Linked DNA regions of Sus scrofa: region 2 is linked to region 1. The links are chromatin contacts, called in public HiChIP or PLAC-seq maps. All regions are on one chromosome and are shown on one strand. The core of a region is the stretch at or near the end of the contact, and the rest is flanking DNA. Distances in the headings are between cores, read along the strand shown.

Region 1 (7,551 bases), core at 1,598-4,097:
AGCGCCACTGAGACCTAAAAGTCATCTCAAATTGCCACGTCCAGAAAGATCTCTTGATTTGCCCTCTAACTGCTCCTTCTTTCGGTAAATAGCAACTCTTCATTCTGAAGCTCAGGCCAAAAATCTTGGAGATAGATAGCTCCTATTTCTCTCTATTTTTTAGAACAATTTTAGATTTATGGAAAAATTGAGCAGATAGTCCAGAGATTTCCCATGAAGGCTTTAGTCCAGTGCAGTATTTATTAGTTTATCGTCTTGCCTTAGTATGGTACATTGGTTACAATTAATGAACTGATATTGATATACCATTAAGTTTACATTAGAATTCACAGTTCTATTGATTTTAACAAATGTCTGCTGTCATATATCCACCATTGCATGCAGGATAGTTTGACTGCCCTAAATATCCCCTGTGCTTCACATATGCATCCCTTTGCCCCTACCCTGAACTGCTGGAAGCCACTGAACTTTTAACTTTTTCTGGAGTTTTGCCTTTTCCAGAATAGTAGTAGTTGAAATCATACAGTATGTAGCCTTTTCAGATTGGCTTCTTTCACCTAGCAGTAAGTATCCTTGCCACCTTGGTACTGTTGGTTTTTTGAGTTTTAGCTACTCTAATTCATGCATAGTAGTGTTTCATTGTTTTTTTTTTTTTTTTGAAAGATTTTTATTTTTCTATTATAGTTGATTTACAATGTTCTGTCAATTTCTGCTGTACAGCAAAGTGACCCAGTCTCACATTCTTTTGCTCACATTATTTTCCATCATGTTCCATCACAAGTGACTAGATATAGTTCCCTGTGCTATACAGCAGATCTCATTGCTTATCCACTCCAAATGCAATAGTTTGCGTCTACTAACCCCAAACTCCTAGTCCATCCCCTAATTAATTTGCTATTTCCTAATGCCTCATAATGTTGAGCATCTTTTCATATTACTATGTGCCATCTGTATATCTTCTTTAGTGAGATATCTGTTCGGATCCCTTGTCCATTTTTTATTTGGGCTGTTCTCTCACAGTCATGCTTTTGGTGTTGTATCTAAAGGTTCATCACCAAACGCAGAGTCACCTAAATTTTCTCCTGTATTGTCTTCTAAAAGTTGGGTTTTATAGTTTTTTGTTTTACATTTAGGTCTGTGTTCTATTTTGAGTTTAATTTTTGTGAGAGGTGTAAGATGTCTCTCTAGAGTCATTATTTTTTGCATATTGACATCAGTTGTCCAGCACCATTTGTTAACAATTCTTTCTCTATTGGATTGTTTTTGCTCCTTTGTCAAAGATCAGTTGACCATATTTATATGGGTCAGTTCTGGGCTCTCTAATTCTAGTTCATTAACCTGTGTGTCTATTCCTTCGTCAGTACCACATAGTCTTAATTACTATAGCTTAAAAGTAAGTAAGATGGGTCATGTCAGTACTCTCACTTTGTTCTTCTTTGGTATTTTTCAGTGTTGCTATTCTAGGTCTTTTGCCTTTTCATGTAAACTTTAGAATCAGTTTGTCAGTATCTACAAAATAGCTTGCTAGGGTTTTGTTTGGGATTGTGCTTAATTTATAGATCACAATAAGAAGAATTGGCATCTTAACAATATTTGAACCTTCCAATCCATGATTATGGACTGTTTCTCCATTTATTCAGATCGTCTATGATTTCTGTCATCAGAGTTTTACAGTTTTCCTTATATAGATCCTGTACATATATTTTTTTAGGTTTATACCTAAGCATTTCACTTTTTTGATGCCAATGTAAATGTTGTGTTTTTTATTTGAAATTCCAGTTGTTCAGTGCTGGTGTACAGGAAAGCAATTGATCTTGACACATTAACCTTGCTATAATCTCTTATTAGTTTTAGTCCACCCAGTTCTCAGACTGCCAAATTAATTTGTTAACAAAATCTGTCAGTTCTCCCTTAAAAGTATATCCAAAATCTGACCTTTTCTCGCCACTTCTGCTATACTGCATCATTCTGGTGTAAGCTACTGTCATCTCACCTCTTGTACTAATGCAACCTATGAAGTGGCCCTCCTTTATAACACTTACTGCATTTATTGCTACTCAGTATATTGTATAGTGGGCTTTTTTGTTTGTTTGTTTGTTTACTCTCTTTCCTCCCCACATCCCCTATGGAAGCAGGAGCTTTGTTGTGTTCGTTCTTTTTCCCAGTGCCTTGCCTGGTGCCTTGTGTTTGGTGTTAAATAGGTATTTGTTGGATGAATGAATGATTCTCTTAAACTCTTCAGTTCCTGCAGCAGAGACTTGCTGAATAATATCTTAAAGAACACAAAGATGTGCTGCAAGCAGCCTTTCAAGAGTTTCTAAGAAATTAGAATGTCTTCAGAATTCATCTGCTTGCAAGGTTTATCACTGCTTATTACCACACTTTACCCTGTAACTATAACTGTATACCTCCCAGGATAGAGAACAGTCAGAAGTCTGAAGAGCCACTCTGCCAGTGCTATAAATAGTTTCCTTACCTTTTAGTTAAATTCTTTTTCACCCATATCTTCCTCCCCTGCCAGTACCACCACTCCCTTCACCATTCAACCCTTCTTTTTCCTTTGTGCCTTAGGAGAAGGGCTTATATTAATGGTGGAGTAAAGAGTTATTAGAAACAATTTAGTTCCTTCTTTAGAACATTTTAAAAGATGTTCTTAGTTATGAGACTTAAGTCTGAAATGTTACATGTTTTTTGAAGGATACTCCATTTTCCTATCATCAAAAAATATTTCCTCTCTCCAGAATTATGTTCTTTATTACAAATTAATGGCTATTATTTTATATGAGGCCTGAAGTCTAATAATAACTAGGAAAATGATTCCTGTCATTTGGCTTCCCTGCATATCAGGATGTGTGTCCTCAGACTACCTCTGTTGGAAATCTGTTACTGTTAAAACTCCCAGTTCTGGCAGCTTCCTTCAACTGGCATAGCATTTTTTTTTTCTTACCCTCAAAAACAAACAAACAAAAAAACCCTTACAGTTTATTTTCGCAGAATGGCTTCCCACCAGGGTGAATAGCCACACAGGCACCTAATTGTTCAATAACCCCCTGGGACTTCAGCTGCCTTGATTTTTTCCTAGGAAGGCATTGGCATGATTCAAAAGGAGGTGGTCTATTACTCTTGAAACTTTGTTCAGGATCGAGCCTGTGAGTGGATAAGGCTCCTTGGGCACAAGTTTAATTTGCATTGTGTTCCGCAGTTGCATTATGGTGTGTTGTTTAAATAAATCATAATGAGGCAGATCGGGGAGTTAATGTCTTTTGTTGATGCAGCTGCAGCATTTATCAGTTTGGCCACATTAAAAATGACAGAAGGAGATATTGCTTTGTGTGAGTTGAAATTAATAATAATTTTAACCTATGATGCATTCTAGTTTGACAACATTTGAAATTAAATTTAATGTTGTCTTCAAATTTCTTGTCCTCTGTGCGTATCTCCAGAGGTTACTTAGTCTCTGTTGTAGGGTTGTTACAAAAACACAAATGCTAAGGCTTATGGAAAGTATTTAAGTACCTTGGAGGAAGGGCAGTAGCCAAATAACGTTAGCTTTGTTAAAATTTGGAATCACTTTGTTTTCAGAATGCTAAGCTCCTCTCTTAACAGTTATAAGAAAGAAAAACCTGTTGTAGACATCAAATTCTGTTACTCTTTTTTTTTTTTTTTGTCTTTTGTCTTTTTGTTGTTGTTGTTGTTGTTGCTATTTCTTGGGCCACTCCCGCGGCATATGGAGATTCCCAGGCTAGGGGTTGAATTGGAGCTGTAGCCACCCGCCTACGCCAGAGCCACAGCAACACGGGATCCGAGCTGCGTCTGCAACCTACACCACAGCTCACGGCAATGCCGGATCGTTAACCCACTGAGCAAGGGCAGGGACCGAACCCGCAACCTCCTGGTTCCTAGTTGGATTCGTTAACCACTGCGCCACGACGGGAACTCCAAATTCTGTTACTCTTGATTAACAACTGTGATTATTACTGATTTATCTCTTTCTTTAGGTGGGACTTTTCTCTTGAAATATATTGAACTCAAAAACCTGAAATTCTTCTTATTAATATATAGGTTATCTTTTACATATGTGGATTTCTATCAAATATAAACTGTAGAAGGCTTTATCCAAATTATTAGATTTGTGTGATGAAACATCTCTATTTTTCCAAAGAACTGAGCTTTTAAAAAAATAGGCACATAAGGAAACTTTGTTCTGTGTCTTCTAAATTAAAACCAGAGGTTAAATGAGACTGTAGCATTTTAGCGATGCTTCATTGTCCTCAGCATCTTTACAATCACGTGTGATTTTTAAAATAGAACTTTGGAACCTTTTGTTGTTGTTGTTATATTGAGAAAGTTCAATCTGTTGACTTAAAGGCAAAGTAAAATTTTTACCAGTTTATGAATATCTCGTAAAGGAAACAAGTAAGACAGACCTCAAATAGGGAAAGATGATGGCATCACTTTAAACATAATGTTAAAAATAGACTAGAAGAGATCCTGAACGAGAATCTTTGTAAGACGTCTCAAGTGTGCTTTGAGTAAGAGAGGCAGATAAACTATTCTACTCTGTTATTATGAGAAGATTCATTGGTAATTCCACCCCCCAGCCCCCGACACTACCAAGTGGGATAAACAGAGCTCTGAGACGGGAACTTCCATTTCATTTTTGACAGTGATTTCCCTCAACTCTGAAGACAATACCCCCTTTACAACTCTGAGCTAATTTTCAAATGTTAGGGTTTCCCACATGGATGTTTTGAGTAAGTCTGAAAATGTTTTGCTATTTATACCAGAGAACTCTGGAAACAAATATGAATGAAATGGAAATTTCTATCCTAAATTTCAATATATGGGCTAGAGTTCCCACTCAGTTTACATTAGGAAAAAAACCATGCACACGCACGTACGCATGTACATTTCTGATTTAAATAATGTCATATCCTGAGGAAAAGAAAATATGTACAAGTTGTCTTAATAGTTTTTTTTCCCCTTCCATCTGTGTCTCATCTTTGTCATACTCTGCCAGTTAGGGATATTTAAAGAAACTTATTTTTAAGTTATGTGTATTGCAGTGGCTTCAGAGTGTTACTTTCCATCAGTGCTATGTAATGAGATTTCTCATTAATATTTATGGTTGTTTCATCTAAATATCACTAAAGTGAATCTCTGATATGAACAATAATCTAGGTAATTATCATGCAATACATCATAGGTGGAAATTATTTTTTAAGAGAAAAGTTGTGGATACAATGTTATGTCTCAATTTGCAAGGTAGCAAAGCTAGTAGATACTATATAATAAAACGTAACCAGTGACTACTTTATAGTTTGCAAAGCTTTTCATGTATGCCACCTCATAGAAAGGAATGAAGTTATATTGGAGCAATTTATAAATTTGTTTCAGAATTGAATTAGTGTTGATCAGAGGTAAATTGTGATAAATTAAGATGCATGGAGTGATCTTTAAACTATCACTTGAAAAAGTAGTTGACCCTTGAACAGTGTAGGTTTAGGGGTGCCAATCCTTTGCACAGTTGAAAATCCCACATATAACTTTATAGTCAGTCTTCTGTATCTGCAGTTCTGCATTCGCAGATTCAACCAACCAGGGCTCACGTATACTATAATGCATTTTTATTGAAAAAAAATATGTATAAGTGGACCTTCATAGTTCAAACCTGTGTTGTTCAGGGGTTAACTCTACAACTGTATAGTTAAAAAATCATAAAGAAATTAAAATGGTGTACTAGAAAAATATCAATTTAATACAAAAGAAGGTAGTAAAGGAGGAACAGAGAAACAAAAAAAGACACGTGACATATAGAAAACAAAGAACAAAATGGAAGATATAAATTTAGCAGTATCAATATTTTAAATGTGAATGGATAAAACACCCCAATCAAGGCACAGATATTATAAGACTGACTGTAAAAACAAGATCCAACTGTATGCTGGGAGTCAGCGAGACGCTTTACATTCAGAGATGACAGCTTTGGAAAAATCTCTGCTATTTCTTCTCTACTGCTGTAGTCTGAATGTACTCCCCATGTTTCCCATGTTGAAATCCTAAGCCCCCAAAATGCTGGTATTAGGAGATGAGACCTTTGGAGGTGCTTAAGCCATGATAATGGAGCCCTCATAAATGGGATTAGTGCCTTAAAAAGAGACCTCACAGCTATCTCTTGCCCCTTTCACCATGTGAGGACACAGTGAGAAGGTGTTTGCTGCGAGCCAGGAAGAAGACCTCCACCAGAATGAGACCATGCTGATGCCTTGATCTTGACTTTCTAGCCTGAGAAATAAATTTCTATTATTTATAAGATGCCCAGTCTGTGGTATTTTGTTATGGCAAGCCAAAAGGACTTAGACACCATTCTCTCTTTTTCCTTCTGAAATTCCATTTATGTGTTTGTTAAACTGATATTGCCCCTAAGGCCTCCGATGTTTTATTTAAAAGTTATTTTTCTCATTGTTTTTCAGTTAAGTTTCTTGTGACCTCTTTTCAGGTTCACTAAATTCTTTCTTCTGCTGTGTCTAATCTACCATTAAGCCTCATCAGCACTTTGAAAATCTGTTTTTACATCCTAGAATGTTCATTTTCTTTAGGATTTTCATGTTTTCCTTAAAGTTTTCATCTTGTCACCCATTTTTTTTCTGTGTTTTTTCCTCAATACTCTAACATTTATTATAGTTATTAGAGACTTTATTAATTCCCATTTCTAAGTTTTTCAACAACTTTAGTTTTCTGAAGGTTTTCTTTTACTGACTTTTTGTTCTTGGTCATTAGACATATTTTCCTGCTTCTTCACATACCTTAGAGTTTTTCACTGGATGCTAGACACTGTGTATGAAGAAGAGACTGATGTTGATACTACTCCTCACCCCAAAAGAGCTCATCCTTTCCTCTATCTAGCAAGTAGAGTCAGAATCTAAATTTAGTCAATCTAGTGAGAAGTCAAGAGGAGTCATGGCTGAGTTGCATCTTTAGTTATCTCTTTTCTCTTCTGGTTTCAGATGCCTTGAGAAAGGGCTTAGGCCTCTCTTTTCAGCAGGGCTTTGTGATCAGAGCTTGCTTGCATTTTCTAGTCCCTTCCTCAGCATTTCATGCTGTTGCTTAAACATAGCAGAAGTTCCATGAGGGAGAATTGGGGAACTGAAGGAATTGATATCCCTTCAGATTCTAATCCACCAGACGAGTTCATGTGCAGCTTTTAGGAGTAGTGCTGTTTTCTCCTAGTCCCAGTGATGTTGCTTGCCTATGACTGGCTCACTCCTCCAGCCATCTGCCCAGACTTGACAGTTGCCATCAAGGATGGAAGTGGCTGACTCTTGGCCTCACTTTACCCAGGAAGGGCTCATTTCTCATTGGAATTTAGTTCTTTTAAACACTTTGTGTTTACCTCCCTTTATGGCTTTCAAGAAAAATGGCATTTTTTAAAAACCAAACAAAGTATTTTCTCTGTTATCATAGGAATGGTGGTCTTTAGGATGTTCTACATCCTAATTAGAAGTGGAACCTCCTTCTGCTCTGACTTTTGAATAAATAATATTGAAAATA
Region 2 (7,551 bases), core at 2,674-5,173, 590 kb after region 1:
CCCGGGAGCCCCCACAGGCCAAGGGTGTGGCCCTAAAAAAAAAAAAAAAAAGAGAGAGGAGTTTTCATTGTGGCTCGGTGGGTTAAGGACCCAATGTTGTCTCTGTGAGGTTGCAGGTTTGATTCCTGCCTCACACAGTGGGTTAAAGATCTGGAGTTGCCACAAGCTGCATAGGTCATAGCTGTGGCTCAGATTTGGTGTTGCTGTAGCAGTGGCATAGGCGGTAGCTGCAGCTCCAATTGCACCCTAGTCTGGGAACTTCCATGTGCCACAGGTGCAGCCATAAACAAAAAACAAAAGAGGAAAGGACATTAATGGTGGGTAAATAGGGAAGTGAGACCATGGGAAGGGGTGAGGGATTCTGCAAAACTAGAAGGAACAGTGGGTTGGAGGTCCTGAAAAACTATCCATGTGAATAGACAAGACTGAGTTGAAAATCATGATTAGATACTAAGATCTCAGGGTTTTAAAAACATTTATTTTGGAGTTCCTTGGTGGCCTAGTAGTTAAAGATTTGGTGTCACTGCTATGGCTTGGGTGTGATCCTAGGCCCAGGTTCTTCCGCATGCCATGGGTGTGGCCAAAAATTTACGTATTTTTATTAAATATGAATGCAGTAAGACAGTTAGGGCTGGAATTCTCTTGGCTCAAGGCCTCAGGTAAGACAGGAGAGTGGCTAAATGAAGAGATCAGTCCTTCTAAAGATGGCAGCGGTCTGGGGCTGCCCTTAGAACTTCATCTACTGTATAAATGGAAGGGGCTGGTTGGGAGACTGGGGAAAGGGCATTTAAGATAAGCTGGCTCACAGTGTTTGTCGGTTTGCCTCTTGACCCTAAGGTCAATGGCTTCTCCTAGAAACTTGGCAAAGATAAAGTTGGGGGGCGGGGCTCCTGTGTAGGATGTGCTTCCAGCTGCCCTAAAACTGTAGCACTGGGGTCGTGCTGGTGGTGCAAGAGTAGCAGCCAGTCCCTTGCTATTAAGTTCCTCTGTATTTGCCTAGTCTATTTAAGGGCTTTGCGAGGGAGGTTTTCGACCTTTTCAAGAAGTCCCTGTTACATCCAAAGTATTTTTTTGTATTGTTACCTGCTGTTGCTGTTGCTGAGAGAGTACCACTTCATAGGCAGCTGAGACCGAAACTGTGCGTGCTCTGACACCACAGGACTTCTCAAACATTTCTCCCACTGTCATCTGGGATGATGAGTCCATTCTTTCACAGCCGAAGAGTGCACCCCAAGCTTCCATCAGTGGACTCTCGTTGATTACCTCATTGAAGAGGTGTATGGAAACGACAGACCTCCAGGCTTATTAGGGTGAGCCGTGAGAAGCACAAGCCTTCCTAGGAGGCAGATGCTGACACTCACCAGTCTCCACCCTTAAACTGCGAGTAAAACTTCTCTCAGTATATAGACCACTTCAAGTTTGCTTTACCTAGAACAGCAACCTCCTCTTTGAAATCTTGTAAGAGAGACTGTTGGATCTTTAACTCTTTCCTGAAATAGTGGTGCATTGTTCTAAAGGCATGGAGACAGGCTGAGACTGGAGTTAATGCCCAGACAACTTGAGAATGGATGCTGCCACTTCTAAACTTCAGTCCCAGGTGGGGAAAAAGTGATCAGGTGGGAGGGCTGAGCCAAGGGTGAGCAGAAACTGAAATGGAGGTGGGAGGAGAAAGGAAGGGAGAGGGCGGCACATGGAAGGGACACGGGCTCTAGAAATAAACCAGGGCTCCCCTTCCGTGGCCCAGGCACCAGATGTGGGACTTTGAGTAAAATGCTTGAGCTTGCTCAACTCTCAGTTTGTTCATCTTTAAAGAAAGCAGTTATCAAGAAATAATACCTATTACATCTTTCAAGATATCTGTGCTCAGAAACCCTGGAACAGTGCAGATGAAAAGCATACTGTCTTAAAGTGGCTGCTAAAGGAAATGGTCTCACTGGAAATAATAGGTTAGTGTAACTTTTTATGACAATGTTCAAAGGACAATTGCTTTTATTAAATATTAGTAAACTCAAAATGTAAGCGAGGAGTTCCCATTGTGGTGCAGCAGTTATGAACCAGACTAGTATCCATGAGGTCGCAGGTTCAATCCCTGGCCCTGCTCAGTGGGTTAAGGATCTGGCATTGCCATGAGCTGTGGTGTAGGTCGCAGACACAGCTTGGATCCTGTGTTGCTGTGGCTGTGGTGTAGGCCAGCAGCTGGAGCTCCAATTTGATCCCTTGCCTGGGAACTTCCATATGCTCCAGGCGCAGCCCTAGAAAAGCAAAAAAATAAAAAATAAAAACATGTTACCAATATTGACACTTTGAAATGCTAACTCCTCTAACTCTACTCTGAGGGTCCCTGGCACTAGTTCAGGCGTGGAACTGTTCAATGTGTTTCTATACTTGCAGCTGTCCCCAGATTTACTCTCCGGGAGTAAAATGAAAATTAAAGGGAAGACAGAGTGGCAAAAAAATTTTTTAAGATATCAAAGTATAAAGATATGCAGACTGATTTTAAAAATTAAAACTAGACCAGAATATTTACATATTTTATTAAATCTTTACAATCAGTAATTATAATCAAATACACAATTATATACAAGGATTATATACATTTTGCCCAGACTTTTACATCACAGTACATAGTTTCCCTTAGAAATATGGTATACATTTATCACCAAACAATAAAATCCAACAACAGTAGTGTTACAGCACCTGTTAGTACAGACATCTTTTTCATAAATTACATCATAAGAAAATATACGGCTGTAAATTGGGCTTTTAAAAATGTCTTTTATAAAATCTGAACATACAATATTTCATTCACAGAATGTTTTTTTTTTTCTATGTTCTGACTGAAGCCTTGTGCATAAAACGACCGGTTGGAATATTTATTAAATGCCCCCCCCCCAATTATAAGCACTATTTGAATTACTTATGCTGAGCTTTCTTTATGATGAATTTGGCATGGGGTTTGGTGAGGGAACAAATGCTGGTTTTCCTATAAAAAGGGCTGTGGTGGTAATTAGAAAAAAATATCTTGACAGAGTAATTAGAGAAGTCAAATCAGAGAGTGCACAATTTTTCATTTTAATTCCTAATACTGTGGGGGAAAAAGGGAAAGTATAACGTAAAAAAAATTTTTGTTCTGAACAACAATGGTATTCTTGTTGGAAGCCTATTAAAAGTTAAAAAAGAAAAAGAACCTACCCAACAAAAGCTCTCATTCCAAACGTATCTGGTACATTACAGTTCTTTCACACCTAAACTTTATGGAGAAAGCACTGCAAATTAGGGTATGTCATTTCAATGGACTTTCCAAAGCAGAAAAAAACTATTTCTATTAGGTAAACAGGTTACGTTTTAAAACTTGAAAATACCTGAATTAAATACTTTCTCTAATATCTGATTTTAACTTTCAGATAAAATCCTTACTTGATTCCAGGTTTGTAAACATTGCATAAATCCTTCTTAGTCAAACAGTTTTATGGCTGTGGTGATCACTTCAGCTCTCTCTCTGTACAGGCAACACTTAACTGAGGTAGACCAGATGTTTCTAAAATTCAGGGTCACACAGAATCTCCTGAATCTTTAGGAAGTAAAGAAAATGCTATAAAAGGTATTTAAAAAACAAAACATTAAAAAAAAAAAAAAGCCTAATGGTATTGAAAGTTTTTAATGAACTCAAAAACAGCTTTGTGGCAGTATGTCAATTAAGAATGGAGAGAGTCAAGGACAATGTCGGAATCTGAAACTGAACATGTTACCTTCTTTTCTTAGCTAGGGAAAAATCAAGAATAACTCCTTCTGGGTGTTTTTTTTCTTCTTTTCTTTCTTCCTTCTTTTTTTTAAACGATTCATTTTCGAAACGAGTGAACAATTTGCTTCTAGACCTCAATGGCAACAGCTCCCCCTAACGGCCAAAGGAAGGGAGAGTGGCAGTAGTCTGGCTTTTCCTAGGATGCCACAAGACCTCTGCTGGACACAAAACTATGTTGTTTTGTTAACTTAGATAAGTCAGATTTAGACAACAATGGCTCTGTGCTACAAATACAAAATCAATGTACATAAGGCTCTGTAATCCAAGTTTTAAAGGAACATCTGCTCCTTTTCTCCAAGCCCCAGTCCTATGAATCAAGGCAAGTCAAGTAATTAAGCTTCAGCTATTTTGGTGGCTTTGCAATGAAGATGAACAAAGCAGTCTATCCTTCCATAGACTGTATGTATTATAGTTCTATCTTCTTACACCAAATTTCACATGCAGAGAGACTAAAAATAGCCATTTTGGTGTCAGGTTTAATTAAGGGCCAATAAAGGTCTTGTTTACTACTCTTCCCCCGCCACCCCCCCAATGTGAATTCTCTATTAGATTACTCACTGACCCAATTAAGTTTAGATGGAATTTTTGAAAGTAGCTATTTATCCCCTTGTGACAGAATGTGTTTGTTTACCTGGGATCTAAGACTGTACATGAATATACATAACTACAATACAGCACTGCTGTTCTTTTAACAGCTCCATATACAGTTTAAGTTCATCAGTACCTCAAAAACTGTTTTAAGAAAAGGTTATTATATAATGTCATGGTAAAGAAAAGGGGAATTCTCAAATATTCCTTTAGAAATGATACAGGTAACTTTGAAAATAAAATGAGTAAAGCCATGATTTCAATTACAGGGCTATCTACAGATATCAACAACAAACTTTTTAAAACTTATATGTGGCCAGCACCAGACTGCCACACACACACACACACACACACAACACACGTACACACGCTGGAGGGCCGGACTCTCATTAAACTATATGGCTGTATGTTAGTTGCTACTGTGTAAGTTTTTTACACAGATTACCAAAGACTAATTTTCAAGTCCATATCAGATGGAATACTAGTTTTTTTAAAAAAAGCAAACTTAAAAAACCATGATTCAACAGAAAATGTGACAGACTCCTTAGGTGCAACTTTAGAAATCATAGTTTCAAAGGAGGAAAATAGTAGTTACCCCAGAATTTTTAAATCACTACCACAGTTTTATCATGGCTCCCGAAGATAGAAAAATGGAACAAAATGTATTCAGATATTGGCAACACAGGCCTTGTGGCTCAAAATGCGTACTAAACATGGGATGGAGTAAGGCTGATGGCAAGAGGTAATCACCTCCAAAGAAATGAACTGGAAAAGATTTATAATTCACCCTACTAAGATATAACCTTAAGTTCCGTTTCAGAGTAGTCACAGCTTTCCCTTTGGAAGGCCCAATGGCAAGTGCATATTGCAACATTATGTTTCACCCTTGCTCCATTTTTCAAAAATATTAAGTCCTCAAATTCCACAACACAGTATATGACCTTTTTACCTGGTCCCAAGGATTAGTAACTCACTGAGAAAAGTATACTGGCTTCACCTTTGGTTTAAATGAAAAGGACATTGTTAAAAGGGAAAAGAAATCAAGTCATTTTGATCGTGTTACACAATGAAGCAAGTGAAAATGATAAGCAAAGACCGTTTTCACCGTGAATGCAGTTGCTTCATCACCACATAGGTCACTTTGAGTGTTTTTGTGAAGGCAGCATCATCGGAATGCCCGCAATACTCATCTGTGTTTTCCCCAAAGAGCCTCTAACCCCCAAAGCAAGAAAGCCGAGCTTCCTTTCATTAGAAAGAGACTCAAATTCATATTCCCCACCTCACAGTTAACTGAATCCTGTCTCTCCAGAGACTCCAGCAATCTCCTCCTGGCCTGAGGTACAGCAGGGTGGTGCATGCTGTCACCTGAGGGGGGGCTGTGAGTTTCCATTTGTGATGGGACAGTTTAAACAAGGTCAGTTCTAGCCTAACACGCTCCAGATTCCTATGATAACTCCCTCTCCCAGTCAGAACGTGGTTGCTCATCACCATACTTAAAGCCTCCCATGAGAGAGCCTGCTTAGGACCAGGGTGTCTATGAACCACAGTTTACCTTTTCTTTGGAAATACCTACCACCAGGTAGACTTTAGGGAGTCAGAGCTCATCCTTCTCCATCATTTCAAATGCTTCTATATCTTCATTCCAGTCTGCTAATATGGAGTCTATAGGCTGGACCTTCTTGCCCCAGCTGACATTAGGATTGGAATCCTCCTCAGTGTCTGACTGTTGTTCAAGTTGGTTATCTAAATCTGTACATTCACCATCCAGACGTGTCGGCTCAGGGCTTTCTGTGGGATGAGAATTCTGTTCAGAAGGAGGACCACCTGCAGCACTGTCCCTATCTGCTGGAGATGATGAGTCTGGGTGAGAGTTTGAAGAACCTTCCTCAGGAGACTCTTCATCAACTAAATCAACCTCTTGAGAACCTGATGCCATCTGTTCAGCACTCTGATTCTGAAAGTCATTTTCAGAGGATGGTTGTTCTTCATTTTCCATGTCAGGATCTGAGTAGGAAAGAAACAAACTTCATGTTACTTTTCCCCTCAAAACAGGTACTATCACACGTTCAAAAGCATACTGGTTTTGAGAATAAAGCAGAACAATAAAGATTAAAGAAAATCATGTTAATGCAGAAGGGTGAACAGGAACACTGAAGAGTAAAATATTGCCTTACAATAAAGCAATCCCATTTCTCGGTATATTCATAGACATTGTTATCCCCAGCTGGACTGCAAGATCCAGGTGGGCAGGTCAGGTGCAAAATGTGGCACTTGAAAAGTCCTTTCAAACTGAAAGGAATGACTCTAACAACTGACAAGACTGCCTTCAATGGGCAATGGTAAAGGCCGAGAAATACCTTAAACAGTATTATTAAAATGCATTTAAATTTGCAATATATGTTTAAAATTTATTAAATAGTTAAATTCAGGAAAGTGTGCACGTGAGGACATATTCAATAGAATAAATTCTAAACAGCACATACCATTGCTATATTTGAAGATAATACTCTTTTGAACAGTGAAATACACTCAGCCATGAAAATGCAGACAATACAAAATGCTGAATGATTCATGGATATTAATGTGGTTGATTAGATATTTTCATGAACACAAGAATTGAGATTATTTATAAAACTTCTACTTCATTACTGGAGGTCTATGAATTATATAATCATAAAATCCACTGGAAGGCTGGAGAGCAAGTTAAGCCTCTTGTAATGAATATATAATAAAAGCACTAGAGGCATTTTATTTAGGGCTCCTACAAGAAAGTGCTTAAAATAGCTTCAACATGCACATGCTGCATCTGCCTCAGACTCTGCAGTCAGCAAAGACCTCCCGTGTGTCCACTGTGGCAGGCACTCTGCAAGGTGCTGGGGCAAAATGAGGTAAAACCAAACACCTGACCTGCCCACCTGGATCTTGCAGTCCAGCTGGGGATAACAATGTCTATGAATAATCACACAAGTAAACAGAAAGCTCTGAGATACGCTTTATGGGGAGACTGGAAGATTTCCTTCAGAAAGTGACGCCTGAGCTGAGATTTAAAGATAAGCAGAGAAAATCTGTCAAAGAAGAAAGGGAAGGTAGACTCAGTATAAAGCCACCGAGTGTGACGGGACCACAGGAAGGTACGCAGGTATACCCTGATTAGAAACGGT

The links. HiChIP or PLAC-seq counts read pairs in DNA pulled down with a chosen protein or histone mark.
Region 2: a contact with region 1 is called in an H3K27ac HiChIP or PLAC-seq map of skeletal muscle, with 7 times the contacts expected there. The contact joins two enhancer-like sites. A contact is called at or near these places in 15 of 47 Hi-C or Micro-C datasets (alveolar macrophages, brain, embryonic fibroblasts and 8 more) and 1 of 2 datasets of contacts at active chromatin or transcription factors (skeletal muscle).

What each region holds. Positions count from the first base shown.
Region 1 is chr9:125,321,059-125,328,609 of Sscrofa11.1, forward strand. All of the region lies in intron 4 of TSEN15 (tRNA-splicing endonuclease subunit Sen15), which reads left to right. Among named protein-coding and RNA genes, the nearest start is that of TSEN15, 24 kb to the left of the region's middle. Within about 2 kb of position 2,848, at least 2 of the 83 cell types and tissues checked have an H3K27ac peak or open chromatin away from gene starts, as enhancers often do. A contact at or near this core is called in skeletal muscle, where this site is marked.
Region 2 is chr9:125,906,343-125,913,893 of Sscrofa11.1, forward strand. It overlaps EDEM3 (ER degradation-enhancing alpha-mannosidase-like protein 3), which reads right to left. Exons shown (of 20, transcript XM_021102628.1): 20 at 2,519-6,394. The coding sequence ends at 5,985. Among named protein-coding and RNA genes, the nearest start is that of EDEM3, 73 kb to the right of the region's middle. Within about 2 kb of position 3,924, at least 12 of the 83 cell types and tissues checked have an H3K27ac peak or open chromatin away from gene starts, as enhancers often do. A contact at or near this core is called in skeletal muscle, where this site is marked.